Regions from separate parts of the Rattus norvegicus genome. Here region 2 is linked to region 1. A link is a contact called in public Hi-C data. All regions are on one chromosome and are shown on one strand. The core of a region is the stretch at or near the end of the contact, and the rest is flanking DNA. Distances in the headings are between cores, read along the strand shown.

The links. A called contact is a pair of places that touch in the nucleus more often than the background predicts.
Region 2: a Hi-C map of kidney shows a contact between it and region 1, with 2.5 times the contacts expected there. The contact joins the promoter of Tmem17 here to the promoter of Ehbp1 in region 1. A contact is called at or near these places in 5 of 12 Hi-C or Micro-C datasets (Schwann cells, frontal cortex, kidney and 2 more) and 1 of 1 datasets of contacts at active chromatin or transcription factors (oligodendrocytes).

What each region holds. Positions count from the first base shown.
Region 1 is chr14:100,544,475-100,548,791 of GRCr8, forward strand. Ehbp1 (EH domain binding protein 1) reads right to left here and starts at 2,105. Exons shown (of 25, transcript NM_001305130.1): 1 at 1,852-2,105; 2 at 632-1,042. The coding sequence starts at 735.
Region 2 is chr14:100,717,567-100,722,498 of GRCr8, forward strand. Tmem17 (transmembrane protein 17) reads left to right here and starts at 2,106. Exons shown (of 4, transcript NM_001010961.2): 1 at 2,106-2,613. The coding sequence starts at 2,514. Trnap-agg86 (transfer RNA proline (anticodon AGG) 86) reads right to left here and starts at 4,085; the gene lies at 4,011-4,085.

The DNA.
Region 1 (4,317 bases), core at 855-3,354:
GAAAGCCCTAAATTTACTTTCCTCAAATGGAAAGAGAACAGGCAAATGACAGACCACTGCTACTAATTGCTTCCCCAAGTCCTGCCAAGAAATGTATCCCATTAGGCAATTAAGAGAAAATACAGTTGCCTGACTAAGCACTTCACAAGAGAATGTCTAAGGTTGTGTGTGCACTGGCATTCCATTATTCAAATACTGAAAAATTCTCTAAGCAAAAAAAAAAAAAAAAAAAAGAACAAAACAAAACTTTTCTATAGCCAGTCTATAGAATAAAAATTTCTATGTTGAGACGTGTCACGTTAAAATATATGCACACTCATTCTCTTTTTGAAGTCATAAAAATAAAAGTTATTCTCGCACCAATGATACATGACCAGAAGACCAAACTACGCTTCTTAGGTGTGTTCTCGGTTGCGGTCCTCTGAGACACTCTGGAACGGGGTAACTGAAATCCACAGGGACCGTGCCAGCAGCAACAGCACACACACAGTACTTGTTAGAGTGCCTGCACCTTGCCCGGTTTCTACACACTGTGTACCACTGCAAGGCAAACTGGCTACAAAAGACCCACGGTCCGAGCTTCAAGGTGGTTAGGCAACAAGACCTCAATCTACCCCTAAGCCAATCTTACCATTTCTTCGTACATTCAACCATCAGCTCCTGGTAGGAGGCCACGAACTGGAACTTGGATGCGTGTTTTCCCACACGCTGCAGTCGCTTCCAAACTGAAGCCATGGTGATAGGTCAGTAGACTGGAACAGCTCTGGAGCAGAAGCAGCACAGCAGCTCTAATACAGCAGAGGGTCCAAAGCACAAGCGCTCTGCATGTATGTCTGTGCTTTCAACAAAAAAAACTATAACTTGAGATGACGCTTGGAGTCCATAGGTCTTCTCCCTGTTTCACAGGGTCAATCCTATCTTAGATGAACGGCCCAGTCAAGAACAGTTGATGTACAGGACAGGATGACTGAGAGGAGGTTCCCTCATGGAGACATCACCATTCCACCTCAGGGGCTATATATATGACGTGGATTCTGGAGAACTGAAAAGCAAAACACAGACAAAAAGAGAAAGAATATGAGGACAGAAGCATGAGAAGTGTTAGATAAGACGGCAACAACCTCTGTTATCTGCATGGTTTTCAAACAATGAAACAAAACACCGGCCTCAAAAGCCAGTAACATCAAGGATGCAAGATACCAGGGAAGAAATGACAAATCACACTGAAAACAGGCGGCAACACACCAGGTTGTCAGCACCAACAATTGAGAGATGCCAGTCGGGCCCTGCCTACCCTACCTAGCATCGCAGGGAGAACAGGGCGGGAAAGTCGGTGATGCTGATTGATATCTACCACCAGTTAGGAGGAGTGGAGTATTTTTTAAATAAACTTTATTTTTCAGTCGATAATTAATAGCCTTGAGCCTCAGAATGTGTGCTTAGAACAACCCGGGTTGCAGGGAGAAATGCTGGTTCAGTAGGATAGGGAAATGGATGGAGAACTAGGAGTGGAGGGAAATCTCACGGCACAGGGAGGGCAAGGTCCCAGCTCCAGGCCACTTTGCTTCCCCTTCACCTTGGCTGCCAGGAGGAGGGGAATGGAAACTCCTGCCTGGGCTTGAAGCGATGACCAGCCTGGCCAACGGGCAGTGCGGGGTGCAGTGCCTCCCTCCCCCATCAGGGACAGCCGGCCTGAGCCTCATCTCCTCACGCACCGAGTGCAGACCCCTGCCTCCGCACAGACAGGCGTTGCCAGCCGCGGTCCCTGTCACCCAAACCTTGCCGTTAGATACCAGCCTCTGTCCCCGAACCCCAACCCCTCCGCCTGTCCACTCCAAGCCCTCCTCACACCTCTAATCCCGCTGTCCCCTCCTTAGAGCAGCTCTTCGGTCGCCGCCGCCTCAGAAGCAGCCGCCGCCACCGAGTCCTCCATCCCCGCTGGAGCCGCGTGGAACAGCGAAGCCCGGCGCGGCGCTCCTTTGCGGGAGCCGGGGTCTGCAGCTTCCCGGGGGGACGACGCCCGCCCCCTCCCGGCGCAGCGCCCCCTCCCCGGCGGAGCGCCCTGCGATCGCCCGCCCGCCCTAGCAAGCCCTGCCAGAGCCGCGGCTCAGCGCCCAGATCCCCCTCCCCCGCCTTCCCCGGCCGCCACCACCACCATTACCTCCCCCGCCGCACCTCTCACACTAACCCTACCCACGGCGACTCAACCTCGGTCCGCCCCGCCACCATTGGCCGAATCTGAGGGAGCCCCGCCTCCTTTGTGGGCGGGACTTAAGTCTGGAGGTGCGTCCCATTGGTAGATCTTCATGCCGATCACAAGGGCTCCACCCCCAGACCGCGAGGGGTTTTTTTTCATGAGGTGGAACCCGCTGGGTCTACCCTTTTCCTTAAAAAAAAAAAAAAAAAATTGTAAATCACGAAGGACAATCCCGCCCATTCCCTGGAATGGTTGGGAGGACAGCGGAAGGCGGGAAGAGTAAGGATGTTTATAGTGAACTGGAAAGCGATTGCTGTAGGTAGCTGTCCGTCAAAGGCACCGTGGCTGCAGGGCAGGGTTTCTGGCTTCTGCTGTAGGAACCGTGCGGAGTCTGACTCTAGCGGCTGCCAGGGACATTGAGGTGCTGTGGTTTCTCTCCTATTCTCTTCCATCCCCACCCACGAGCTGAGTGCTCCTCTCCTGCGCCACTAGCAGCCAGCGATTTTGCACGCGCAGCCTTTATTTCACTCAATTCTTTCCGAGTTTTTCCCCTGACCTTGCCAGGCTCCTGACCCAGGTTCAAGGAGGGCTGAGCTGGACATAAAATGTTTACAGTACAGTCTCTTCTTGTTCTCATTCTCAGCATTTCTTTGAATCTTACATTGTCGTGTTCCTTTGAGGTCTCATTATCCCCTGGTATGAGCTGTGGGTGGATTAGGGAGTGGTTGGCTATATGGTGGTTAAAGGCTAGGGAGAGGACAAAACAACTTAATAGTTTGAGAGCAGTGGTGTTTACGTCTATTAAAAGAGTCAAAGTCTCGGGCAGCTGACATGCCAGAGGTTACCCTCGAACTCATGATCTTCCTGCTTCAACATCCAGGTTACTGAGATCGCTGGGGTTTTAGGTACACCCTTATCGTCACAGGCGTGAAGCTCGGCCCGGCTACAAGATCCATTTTGAGGTTGTGAAAGCTATAGATACTTTCTCAAGGGGCAGGAAACATCCATTCTGTACCAAAAACACAAAAATTTTCTTTCAGCCTTAGACGTTTCACAGACCTCGGATATAGAGAAAGAACGAAGGATAAAATTACAACTTTTCAGGACTTAACAGTAAAGTCAGATTAACTGAGAATGGGCCTACGGATGTGCCTAAGAAAGGGGTGGGAGGGTATGAGAGAGAAGGGGAGTGGGGGAGACAGAAGAGGGCAGGGAAAGGAAAGGGGAGGGGAGAGGAGAAGAAAAGAGGGGGAGCTGAGAGGGAATGGTCAAAAAAGTAAAACTCAGCAATTCCTCAGCAAGGAATGAGATCCTCAGCAGAGTTTGGGAAGGAAGGAGGTGGAAGCAAGTGTGGAAAAGGCAAAATACACATTCTTTTCAGGCTACTTCCTAGCTGTATTAAAGTTGGAGGCAAATTTGTTAAACTGACTTTAAAATTTTTGGTGTTCTGGGGAGGATGCTTTGGAGGAGGGGAAAAGAGGAGGTTGTGAGACCGATGTATAGAGTAGGAAGCATGAGTCGGATGGTATACACCCAGGAGACACAGAGGGGAGGCTTGAACCCAGTACCTAATTCCATTTCGACTCTCAGGAAAAGAGAGTTGTCTAAGAAAAAGTACATCTTATAGCAAATGGGGCAGATATCGCTTGTTTTGCTACAGTCTTAATTCAAGCAAAACGATGTATTCTTATTTTATATACATTATAGAGTTCTCAGACTCTATATCATTATGCCATTATGATCTAAGTAATATGTTCTCCTTCGTTAATAGGTATTGTGTGTATAGACCTTTTCAATGGATAATTTATAGAAGTGGTCATAAACTATGTTCATCTAAATCTAAGAACTCACATGATAATCAGGGTTTTTTAGACTCTCCTTACTATTCTTTATCATAAATACTCAAATGTTCTAATGTGGACAGTCTGGTCTAGTTTATTATCCTTTCTCTTCCTTAAAGGAAGAGGGTACATAAAGAGGGTACTTCATTGTAAAGAAACTATCTAAAGAGCAATGTTCCGAATGAGAGGAAAGAGGGGGGGTGGAGGAGGGAGGGGAGGAAGGAAGGAGGGGTGGAGGAGGGAGGAGAGGAAGGAAGTAGGGGTGGAGGAATGGAGGAG
Region 2 (4,932 bases), core at 856-3,355, 170 kb after region 1:
AAGCAATCAAGCCTTTATAAAACATATCCAATGATACAACCTTCTGTCAACCATGATAGTAAAATATCATCGCTCCGTCTTTGTAGAACAAGGTCTAAAGTTCATTGCACAGATGTTGGGTGGTTCTGAGAGTTGAGTGGATTTGAACTTTATCTTATTACCCTTCTCTCTCCTGCTTCCTTGCCTGGGAAATCTAAAGTCCTGCCTCTCTCTTCCTGCCCAGCCACTGGCTGCTGGCCATTTTATTTCCCAATCAGAACCAACTGGGGTCAGGGACCCTCAGCACAGACATGTGGCTCCCCTGTGATTTCCAGAGCCAAATTAACACAAATAGCATTAGAACCAATCTACAACATATCCCGTCTGAAAATTCCCAGAATTCCAAACCACACAGTCGCAGAAACTATCTGCTGCTGGAAAGACCACGCCCCTGCTACCACAAGAGTCAAATCATAGTCAACAGCCCTGAAGTCACCCTGTATCTCCACCCCTGGGATTAAGACGAAAACATGTTCCTATGTGTTTTTAAAATAAGCCAAAATTCCAGACTTCTCATTATAAAACTATAACTTTGTGTCTCGTTTGACTCCATGAGTCTCACTGGGCTAGATGTCTTAATAAACATATTTTGAATCCCTTCTAAAACCCAGCTACAAAGCCATTTCCTTCCATTTCTTCCTCTTGACATTCATGTATGTGAATTTTCCTTTTGACTGTGTGACCTAAAGCTTCTTGGGAAAAACACGCCTTTATTAAAGATTCCGAGCTTCTGTAATTGTTGGTTAGAATGTTACAGATCAAAGGACGAAATTATCTTAGGCTCTCTTCAGTCCTCTTGATATCCATTTACCACTTGCCTCTGTATCTGATCATTCCATTCAGAAAACACCTTTGGAATCTGTTAGGTTAGCCGATTGTGGCTTTCACCAATCCACCAACCCAAAGCTATTATACCCTCATACAGCATTTGAGACCTATGGCAAAGGTGTCCCTGCCTTGCTGTGACCTGCCTACCTGGTGTCCTCACTAATGGATTTAGTAGACGCATTGATTTATGGCTATCTTGCACCCTCTAGTAATACAAATTCATATTGCCACTTTGATGGCGGAACAGATTACCTGGATAACCTGAATCTATCTTTCCCGCTTTGGGGACTCATAGTTAGCTCAGAATAAATCCTTTCTCACTCCCTTTGGGAACGAGGTTTCTGATGGAGTTACAGACGTGAGCCACCATGTGGGTAAAGGGAAATGAACCGGGGTCCTCTGCAAGAGCAGTGAGTGTTGGTAACCGCTGAGACATCTGCAGACCCACCGCCCTTCACCAGAAAGATGAAAAGGTTAGGGTGGAATATAAGCCCACACTCATGAAATAACAGGGACGTTCAAATATAGCTGGAGGTGGGAGAGTCTGATGAAACCTCTTTGGGAATGTGTTCGTAGATCCCAATAAAATCGGTCTTACACACCACTCCACTCAGCACTTCTCCGGCACACTCTCAACATAAACGTGAATGTTACACTTGACAAAAAGGTGTATGTTATACTCAACATAAACATATGCTTACCAACAAGCATTTTCACCAACAGTGGCACCTGTCATAACTGCTCCTACGTAGAAACTACACAGAAACTTATCAACATAGACAAACTTGGTGTGATCATAAAATAAAAAGAAGATTCATACAAATGTTGACATCAAAGTCAGATTTTCTTTTTAAACTTCAGTGTGCGATTAGTGTACTATAAAGTTGCTTCATAAGCAACTGAGAAAACGTAGCTCCTGGAGATGCTGATACGGTTGACTGACTTGGGTGCTGGTACATCCGATTGTGCTTTTCTTTATATGGCTATTACGGTTTGTTCTGGGTTTTAAGGATTTTGCAATGTAGTCCAGGCTAGCCTGATCTCCTGTCTCTGCCTGAGTGCTAAAATGATACATCTTAAGGGAGAGCAGGGAACGGCTGATGTTTTTAGTTTTTAAGTCACCCATATTCCAGAAACAACTGCTCTCAATACTTTTGAGTTATTTTCCTGTCTTCTGAAGCAGGTTTGCTTGTCTCATCCACCCTGGCCTTACTCCAGATTTTATGTACCGATAGAAAGGAACCTACTGGGTCAAGCGCATTCTTTAAGATTTATGTTTCTTTTCCATTTCCCTCTAGAAATGGCGCACCAATTTTACGGAAAAACTGCCTTGGTGTGAGAGCTCCTTGTGGCTCAGCTCAGGACCAAATGGCTTATTACTTGTGATCATCTTAAGACGCTGCAGCTTTAAAGCAAGACGGAGGAACCCTCCATTTTCAGCAGCACTAGGCCACATTCGGCAGCGGGCCGGTGGCTCCCGCTCGCCTCTCCGCGGAGAAGGCTCTGGAGGACTCTGTTCCGCGCCGGGCAGCCCAGGAACCAGGTCCCCAGCGGCCAGCACAGCCCTGTTGCCAAGGGAACCGCCACGCGCCGCTGAGCTGGCCCACTAGCGGGAACGTGAGGGGATAGGCCCGGGCAGGCCAGACATGGAGCTGCCGGACCCTGTTCGTCAGCGCTTGAGCAACCTCAGCCTCACCATGTTCGGCGACTCCAGCCGTACCGGGCCAGAGTCCAGTGAGGCCGCGGGTGAGTGGCAAGGGGCCCCACGCGGAGGTGTGGTTCGCGGGCGGGCGGCCGCATAGGCCGTGCCCGGGTCAAAGATGGCGGCCACGGCTTCAGCCAGGGTACTGTCCTGGGTTAGGAGACCGCGACCCTGTGGCGGACCCGGGAGACCACGAGCTTCAGTAGCCACAGCTACTGCACCCGGTGGCGCTGTCGCCGAGCGGATTGGGAGGCAGAGTGCATAGCAGGAACGCCTTCTCCCACAAGCCGGTCCCCGCTACGTGAAAGCAGTCCGCTCGCAGGCCAGGGTGGGGAAGAGGCTTCCCGCTCCCACCCTGCACAAAACCGGGCTGTGTCCAAACTCCTAGCAGAGCAAGCACGTTCCTCACCAGCCACTGGCAGCGGCCAAGCTAACATGGCCTTCCTCTGCCTGTTCCTTTCTCCCTGTATAAAAAACTCTCTCCCTCAATCTAATAACGAAATACCACCGAGTTGACCCCAGTTTCTGCCTCCTCAATCAGGACGACAGCGTACATGATTTTCACCTTTGAACTCAAGAAAGTGGAAATCCGTCTTGATTTGGGCTTTTTTTATTTTTATTTTTTAAAGGGGGTATTGGAAAACAAAGCCACTTCTCATCATTGCATTTTGTCACCTTGGTCATTTGTGTAATTTAGGTTATGTAGGGGAAAACCTGAAAAAAATTAGGATTTTATGTTTCTGATTTAAAGTGCGAGCCTTACCGTGCAGAGCCTCAACAACCTAGATAGTAGCAAGGCTGACTATGCATTTACTCCCAGCACTCAGTGGGCAGAGGCCAGCCTAGTCTTCAGATCAAGTTCCAGGACAGCCAGGGCTATACAAAGAAACCCTGCCTTGGGGGAAAAAAAGTCATTCCTATATTTGGGATAATTTAGGATAGTTTAAGAAATCAAAGCAAGAAAAACAGACCACAATAGTCAGCCTTGCTCTTAAAACTTAGTTTCCTTCTAGAGACCATGATTTTTTTTTCATTAATTTGTTTTATTTTATGTGCATTGGCTTTTATGCTTGTGTGCCTGCATGTACACCTGTGTTACAGACAATTGTGAACTGCCATGTGGTTGCTGAGAATTGAACACAGGTCCTCTGGTTAGAGCAGTCAGTGCTCTTAACAACTGAGCCATCTCTCCAGTCCCCTACCCCATGATTGTTTTAAAAGTATTAACCGTCAATTAAAAAAAACTATGCAGAGAAAAACAAAAATCAGTTTCAGTGGAAATTCTCATTATCTTCCTAAATTCTTACATTTAGAACAACCAATTTAAAATAAGAATGTAGTTAAATTATAATGTATTTTAGGGCTCAATTTTTATAATCAAATTCTTGTTGAAGGACCTTTTGTTTTCTTTTTTTTTCTCTCTCTCTCTCTTTTTTCTTTTTTTCGGAGCTGGGGACCGAACCCAGGGCCTTGTGCTTCCTAGGCAAACGCTCTACCACTGAGCTAAATCCCCGGACCTTTTCTTTTATACAAAAGCAAAAGATGTTGGGTAACCAGTCTAGTAAGTAGAATGTGTGAGTCACAAATGGCCACCTGTATGGCAGCATGCTTTTGAAAATCAGTTCTTTTTGCTTCTACATGGTTGGTATTTGTACGATTCTGAACAGGACATGTTAAGTGAAATCTGTGCTTACACTGAGACAGCATTGTCTCCGTATACAAGGAAGGGCACTGTCTGTGGAGTGCCCACTAAGTGTGATAGGCATAATGGAAAGAGTGGAGTTCCTCACAACAGCCTGTGAGGAGTCATCCCTCCAGAGATGATTAGGGGAATGCCCAGAAAGATGTAATAATGTATCCCAACTCTGGCTCCTAGAGTCTCTGTCTTCTGTCTTACTTAGTCTTTCTAGTGCTGTGAAGATACAACGTAACCAAGGAAAACATTTAATGGGAGCCGGCTTACAGATTCAGAGGTTTAGTCCATTATCATCATGTTAGGAAGCATGGCAGACGTGCTGGAGGAGTAGTTGAGAATTCTACATCCAGATTGGCAGGCAACAGGAAGAGAGAGTGACAGTGGACCTGGCTTGAGCGTCTGAAACCTCAACGCCCAACTCCAGTGACACTTCCTCCTACAAGGCCATGCCTCCTAATAGTGCTGCTCCCTGTATATACGTGTGTGTGTGTGTGTGTGTGTGTGTGTGTGTGTGTGTGCAAGCAGCACTCTTGACCACTGAACCATCTCTCCAGCCCTAACCAGCACTTCTTATATGCAGTTCAGAGAGGAAAATACCTAGAGGGGCAAGATTTCTTTCGGAGTGGGGGAACATAATCAAGGAAGGATTTGTAGGGACTGGCACTAC